2 separate regions of the Mus musculus genome follow, and region 1 is linked to region 2. The links are chromatin contacts, called in public Hi-C maps. All regions are on one chromosome and are shown on one strand. Each heading gives the region's core, a stretch centred on a gene start, on an enhancer-like site or on the middle of the called end of the contact. The rest is flanking DNA. Distances are from core to core; before and after follow the strand shown.

Region 1 (3,746 bases), core at 1,031-3,530, 140 kb before region 2:
GTGGGTGTGCAGGTGAGTGTGCCTACGACAGACACCCAGGGATGTCAGAATAGGGTATCAGATTCCTAGGAGCCAAGACTGCAGGCATTTGTAGGACTCTCCTTGCTACATGGGTCCTCATGATTGTACAGTAAGCACTATTTTTGAACATGGCTCATGTATTCTTCAGGTAGTTTCTTAGTGTTCTACAGCTGTGAAGAGACACCATGGCTACAACAACTCTTATACAAGAAAATATTTAACTGAGGCTTATCAATGGTTTAGTCCATTATCATCATGACAGGAACATGTAGGCAGCAGGAAGAGAGAGACACTGGGACTGGCTTGAGTGTTTGAAACCCCAAAGCCCATCGATATTGACACACTTACTCCAACAAGGCCACACCTCCTAGTCCCTCTCAAGTAGTGCCACTCCCTGATGACCAAGCACTCAAATAGCTGAGCCTTTGGGGCCATTCTTATTCAGACCACCGTAGATTGTCATGTCAGTTCAGTTAGGACGGAGTGACCGGTGGGCCAAGACTCATCTCTGAAGAGCTTCTCGTGCTTCTCCTCTTCCTTCTAGTGCCCTGGAGGCTCTCATCAACTTTGCTTATAATGGCAACCTTGCTATCGACCAGCAGAATGTGCAGTCCCTGCTGATGGGGGCAAGCTTCCTGCAGCTGCAGAGCATCAAAGATGCTTGCTGCACGTTCCTCCGAGAAAGGTGAGCGAAGCAGGTGGTGGGTGCCGTGCTCTGTCCTGAAACCCCTGCCACCTTGCTGAGTTAATGGTGTGTCTGCAGTGTTTTGAACAACGAGCTGGGAGTTACTCTGTAAAGATGGCATTTCTTGGGATCAGCACTGTGCAGGACCCAACTGTTTGGCCATTTACATACACTGTTGTGGCATGGCATAGACTCTTTGTGACCATCCCTTTTCAATCTGACCAGCAGTTCATTTAGCTAATTTATCCCCCCTTTTTTGTTGTTAGTTTTAAATTTATTTTTTTGAGAATTTCTAATGTGTTCTGTATTTACATCATTTCCATCCATCCCTCTCCTCTGTGCTCCCCAGCTCCCTCTCCTCTGTGCTCCCCAGCTCCCTCTCCTCTGTGCTCCCCGGCTCCCTCTCCTCTGTGCTCCCCGGCTCCCTCTCCTCTGTGCTCCCCGGCTCCCTCTCCTCTGTGCTCCCCGGCTCCCTCTCCTCTGTGCTCCCCGGCTCCCTCTCCTCTGTGCTCCCCGGCTCCCTCTCCTCTGTGCTCCCCAGCTCCCTCTCCTCTGTGCTCCCCGGCTCCCTCTCCTCTGTGCTCCCCGGCTCCCTCTCCTCTGTGCTCCCCAAGACCCTCTTAAATAATGACTTCTTTTTCTTTTATCATTTTGTGTGTGTGTGTGTGTGTGCACATTTAAATACAGTCTGTTGTATCCATTTAGCATTGCTCATAACTTAGCTAACTTCTCAACAAACTAACATTGATTTATTTGGCACTGTTTGCTTTTTTTATTTATTTGTTTATTTATTTATTCGAACTGTTCCATAGCCATCTCCATGTTTGTTTAGATCCTTAACCCACATGAGTCCCTTTTTATACGCAGCTCAATCAGATCCCACCTTTATGTCTGTCCACTGGAGGCCGTCGTTGTGAGGTCGTTTAGGGTGATGACCGCGGATTATACTCCTACTGTTTCTGCTTCCTGGCAAGGGGTTTCCTGGGTTCTTCTGTGATCTTTTAGCTGATCAGATAAGCTCTTCCTTCCCTTCAGGGGACAGTGCTCTGTCATAAGCTAAAGGCCATTTAATCACCAGAGATTTGGAGGTGAGCTTTAGGCTGGGCCATACACAGGCATGGAAGAAGCAGAAGAGCTCCCGTGTGCATTTGATGTTCTTCCAAGTCCAGTCTCCATGCTTAGCCTGATGATCAACGTGCCTTCCACCTGAGCCCTGTGCTCAAGAACATCATCCTCTCAGAGCTGACCTCCCCTTCCCACCCCACTCCACCAGTCCTGCCCACTGAGAGTGTGTGTGGCCCCTGGAGGGTCTCCACATCCTACCTATTTGATGCCCGTGGGCATCACTGAGCACTGTCATGTGCACACTGACACACAACTGTGGCAGTGATGCCTCAAATGTAGAGGTGCACCTCAGCTAGCTGCAGGGCAAATGGTTTCACCTTGAGGCCATGTGTTGCAGGTGGAAACCTTGCAGCTCCAGGACCAGCCTTGTCCCTGCCTTAGGACACTCTCTAGAGGAGGCTGGAGGGATACAAGCACACACACACACTCGCGCACGCGCACACACACACACACACACACACACACACACACACAAACGGATAATGACTTGCAGATGCAATGGGTGCTGCCAGTTGCTATTCTTTACACTTTCATCAGAGGACAACAGTGCCACCTAGGGGCTTTTGAGGTTATCGCTGCAACACCAGACGTTATCTGTCATAAGGCATTTTCTCTTCTAGATGCTGAGCCGCTGGACAAGGTGGCACACATCCTTAGTCCCAGCATCCAGGAGCAGGTGGGGCTGGATGAGGCCAACTTGGTCTACATATCACCTCTAGGTACATATGTAGTAGATTCTGAGGGATCCAATTCCCCAGCTCTCCTGTTTCCCTCCAGGCTACATAGACCCTCACTCAAACAACAACAAAGCCCAGCAGTTCCTTTTCTGTTTTAGATAGGTCTGCAATAGCGCAGCACGATACCCTGACAGTCTCCTTACGTGCAAAACTGAGCTGTCAGTGAAGCGGACGGCTGTGGAAGGAGCTAGTGAAAGACACAGGTCTCTGCTTCCTTCCTACCTCTATCCTGAGTGGGTGTCTCGCCTGTGAGGCCACTCTCTGCCATTCCCATCTGCGGCCTCGCAGGTTGCCTTCCCGTACTCCTTCCTGTGGGGTGGAGTAGCACAGCTCACTCAGGAAGGCACGACCAGTGCTCCATGTTATATCAAGCTGACCAAAGTACATGCAGCGGTCCTAACCTTTGGAGAGAGTGGGGAGGGGAGCAGAAGGCGCGAGCTCACCCTTGCCCCATCATCTGTGGGCTCCATTCAGCTCCCGGTGTGTGCGGTTGGGTGGATGGGCCCCAAGTGAGGCACCCGCTGTGGGAGCTCAGCTATCCTCATTGCCTTACACCAGCTTAACGTCTCTTAAGCGACACTTCTCCTCAGCTCAGCCCCCTGCTCCTTGCTGTCTAGTCTCGGCTGCTCCACGGGGATTTTGTTTCCTTGGCCTCAGAGAACCCACTGAGGAGCCAGATGTTGTCACTTGTGACTGTCATCGAAGCACTCGTGAGGCTGAAGCAAAAGCATGCCTCAAGTTTGAGGCCACTTCTTAGACCACATAGAGAGTTCCAGGGCAACCAAGACTCTAGAGGGGAACAGGAAAGCTGGGTAATTGGATCCCTCAGAGTCTACTCTGTCACAAAGACTGCAGAATCCTGCTCGGTTTGTTTGAGAGTAAGAAAGCAAATATAATAGGAACTTTAATAGCATCCAGCTTCATGCCAGGCACTGTGCTGAGTGCTTTTGCCTACATTCATTTTGTTTGTTCCATGCATGTGTGTGTCTGTGTGTGTGTGTGTGTGTGTGCCTGTGTGTTTCGTGTCCGTGCATGCATGTGTGTGTTTACATGAGTGCACACGTGCTATGTTGTACATCTGGAGATCAGAGGATAGCCACTGTGTGGGTCCCAGGGATTGAGCTGAGGTTCTTGTCAGGCTTTGCAACAGGCTCCTTCATCTACTATCTCACTGGTCT
Region 2 (3,868 bases), core at 1,205-3,704:
CAGCTGTTTGCTGAAACATCTGCAGCAAAGTTGGAGAAAACCATTGGTCACCTGGAAGAGACTTTGGCTAGCACCCCAGAAGAGGATGTAGAGATTTCACCAGACCCTTCTGGAACCCAGTGACCTGTAAGGGCTGGCTCTGCGCTGACCAGACTATAATTGCCTCCTCAAGGTACTAAACTGATGTTACTGGCAGAGAGAGAGAGAGAGAGAGAGAGAGAGAGAGAGATATTTTGTTGTCACTGCTTGGCTTAGTAACTCAGGAACCAGTCTTAAGGAGAATTAGATTAAAAGAAAGCCTGCCTTTGTCCTTTATCTCTGGTTTCCAGTGAGTAGAACGGGCCTTCAGAAAAGGTCTCCCATGCAGAACTTGGAAGGCTGGGGCAACAGGGTTGTGAGACAAAGGCCAGACTAAGCAGACTGTGGTTCCTTTCAGCACCTGAGAGACAGAGGGTGGCGGGACTCTGTGAGCCCGAGACTAGTCTAGTCTACACCGTGAGTTTCAAGCCAGCATGGCTACACAGACATAAGAAACAAAAGCAAAAACAAAGGAACAAAAAAATACCAGCCTGATATGCTCAAGTCAGACCATCTTGAAACAGAGTTATTTTGTTCTGTTTGTTTTGAGGCAGGAACTCACCCTACAGGCTGTTCTAGGCTGGCCTAGAACTCACAGAGATCTGCCTGTTGTTGCCCCTGCCACCACACACCTAATTGTACGATGTTTTAAGTAGTGTCTTAGGCCCTAAGATGCTCCCTGGCGTCTGTGTCTGTAACAGTGAATGGGGAGGGGAAAAAAAAAAAACGGTTTTAGTTTTGGGTTTGTGGTTGTGGTATCTGTGTCTGCATGTGCATGGACATGTGTGTGCAGGCACACATGTAGGGAGACTTGAAGTCGGGGCTGGGTGTCTTCTTCAGCCGCTTTCCATTCTTTCCAATTTATCAAGGTAGGGAATCTTAATGACTAGGCAATCTGAACTAATGCAGCCAGCCAGCTTGCCCCAGGGATCCCACCTCTGCCTCTTTAGTGCTGGGATGACAGGTGTCCTCTTGCCTACCTGGCTTTGACGTGGGTTCTTGGAACCCAAATTCCACTTCTATACTTGGTGCCAAGCCCTATATCCACTGTTCTATCCCCTGGCCCAATTCTTGACAAGGCCTCTGATGACAAAGATCTCCCAGTGACTGTGGTTCAGACGGGACTCTTATCACAGCAATCGCTGGAAAGCCCTATGAAGATGGTCTCTGCATTGCCTAACTACCTGCTGTAGTTCTGTAAGTAACAGACAACATTGGGACCAAGGGCTGTCACACACCACCTCAATGCTGTACCAACCTAGGGAAAACCTGTCCAATGCCTCTGGGTTTCAGCTGTGTCCCTCTCCTCCCTCCCCCCAATATAAAATGCCAAATCACACTGCCTGGCCTTGAAACACATTTCCCACCCAAAGTGGTCACTTCCTGCTGTCACTCTGGACCTGGGAAATGCCCTAGCAACTAGAAAAGTAGTCAGAACTGGAGGTCTGAACAGTCAAGAACTGTTAGGCAAATAAAACCCAGAAGGATCGCAGGGCAGTGGTGGCACACGCCTTTGATCCCAGCACTTGGGAGGCAGAGACAGGCAGATTTCTTGAGTTCAAGGCCTAGCCTGGTCTACAGAGTGAGTTCCAGGACAGCCAGAGCTACACAGAGAAACCCTGTCTCAAAAAACAAAAAAAACAAATAAGCAACCAAACAACCAAAATCCACAAGATCTATTTAAAGCTTTCCATATGTGGTGTGTTTGCTGCAAATTACAGAATAAAACAGATATACTCCTGGGAGAGGTAACCCCTAAGTGAAAATGTGAAAGACATTTCGAGGTTCCATGGAGAGTGAGGAGGTTGGGAAAAACAGAGGGGATGGAATATGCTGAGGCCTTTTTGCAACCAGATATCATCAGAACTAGGAAGAGTGCAAGCAGTGTTCCGTGCAACCTGTAAAATGTTCCATGGTGGAAGGAGATTCAGGACAGATAAAAGGATCTCCTCTAGGGCCTGCTCTGCAACCATCTTTGGGCGCCAGTGTGGCACGGAGCACATGGTCCTGGGGCTGGAAGCGAACACGCAAGATAGTCCAGAAACCCATCTTCCAAAGGCCCAGGAATGCGACTGCAGCCTCGGCGAGCCCTCTCCAGACTACAACTCCCAGATGCCCTCGGTTTACGGCAGACGCGCCTACTCCACCGCGCAGCGTCCCGGATGCAATCCTGCACGCTCCCGGGACCTGCCCTCTTCCGGTCCGCACGACATCTTACCTGCTCGGTCTTGTCTGGGGTGGTGCTGAGAAGGTTGTTGAGTTCCGGAAACATCGTGAACTGGGATAAAAATTATGGTTCTACAGAAAGAATGAAGGTCCAAGAACAGCACCCACAAGACCGTGCTCGCGAGCGCGAGAAAGCGCGCATGCGTGATCTCGCTGCCGGACTCGAGTCAGCCAATCAGGCTTGGGGTTGTGATGCTGCTGCTGCTGCTGCGCAAGCGCGTGAGCACGTATGCTCGTAAAGCTGAGCCTTAGAGCGATCTCTCATTCGGGCAATGGACCATTGTGCTGCTCTCAGTAGGTGCGGGTCCACACAGTGCTGGTGCTCCCTCACGATTTAGCACGAGCAGGCGAGCTTTCTCTTTCCGTTGCTCCCCCTCCCTCCGCACCTCCGGGTCTTAGTTGCTCCACGTCTTCCTAGTGTATTGCTCACAAACTTGGGCTAGATACATGGAACACATAGAGAAATGTTTGCAGGATCTTCGCAAAAAGAGAGAACAAACCTTACTAGCACAGAATTACATCCTGAAGAGCTTTTTGTATAAAGCAGAAGCCAGGAGGCCAAAGAGATGGCTCAGGGAATAAACGCTCTTCTTCCTCCCTCTGAAGACCACCCACATTGGGTTGCTCTACTTGTAACTCCAGCTCCAGGGGACCCGACGCCCTCTTCTGGGCTCTGCAGCACATGCACACACAATATACACAAAAAAATTTAAGGGGACTCAGAAGATTTTAGAGGACCCTAATTTGATTCTCATTATCCACTTGGCAACTTATAACCCTCTGTAACTACAGTCCCAGGGAATCTGATAGCCTCTTCTGGCCTCCAAGGGTACCAAGCATAGAAGTGGTGCACCTATACATACCATCAAAACGTATGCATAGTTTTATTTTAAATAAGCAAGGCCCTCCTCGGCCTTCTGCTAAAACAATAAAAGAACAAAAAAGAAAAGTCAGAGGGATACAGGTCAGTTGAAGAGTTCTTTCCTAGCATCAAAAACAACATAAAAAGCATGCTGCCAACATCTGTGATCTCAGCTGTCAGGAGGCTTAGGCAGGAGGGTTGCCAGCAAGTCTGAGCTTTGTGAAACTACCTCTAAAAAATAAAAATAATGGAACTGGGCGTTATGGGGCACACCTTTAATCCTAGTGTTCAGGAGGCAGAGGCAGGCAGATCTCTGGCAGTATGAGGCCATCCTGGTCTACAAAGTGAATCCAGGCTAGCCAGGCGAACACAGAAACCCCATCTCGAAAAAACAAGCAAGCAAACAAACAAAAAAGAGGAGGAGGAGGAAGAAGAGGAAGAAAGAAATATAAGCTAGTGGTGGTGGCACATACCTTTAATTTCAGCACTTAAGAAACAGAAGCAGGGCTGGTGAGATGGCTCAGTGGGTAAGAGCACCCGACTGCTCTTCTGAAGGTCCAGAGTTCAAATCCCAGCAACCACATGGTGGCTCACAACCATCTATAACAAGATCTGACTCCCTCTTCTGGTGTGTCTGAAGACAGCTACAGTGTACTTACATATAATAATAAATAAATCTTTAAAAAAAAAAAAAGAAACAGA

What was found. Hi-C and Micro-C count contacts between places; a contact is called where the count stands out from the background.
Region 1: a contact with region 2 is called in a Hi-C map of the G1E-ER4 cell line, with 3 times the contacts expected there. The contact joins the enhancer-like site here to the promoter of Elp6 in region 2. A contact is called at or near these places in 1 of 484 Hi-C or Micro-C datasets (the G1E-ER4 cell line) and 3 of 9 other capture datasets (adipose tissue, liver and pancreatic islet).

The regions. Positions count from the first base shown.
Region 1 is chr9:110,447,680-110,451,425 of GRCm38.p6, reverse strand. Klhl18 (kelch-like 18) reads left to right here. Exons shown (of 10, transcript NM_177771.5): 3 at 566-706. Among named protein-coding and RNA genes, the nearest start is that of Klhl18, 27 kb to the left of the region's middle. Within about 2 kb of position 2,280, at least 65 of the 459 cell types and tissues checked have an H3K27ac peak or open chromatin away from gene starts, as enhancers often do. A contact at or near this core is called in the G1E-ER4 cell line, where this site is marked.
Region 2 is chr9:110,303,778-110,307,645 of GRCm38.p6, reverse strand. Elp6 (elongator acetyltransferase complex subunit 6) reads right to left here and starts at 2,454. Exons shown (of 7, transcript NM_001081381.1): 1 at 2,297-2,454. The coding sequence starts at 2,350.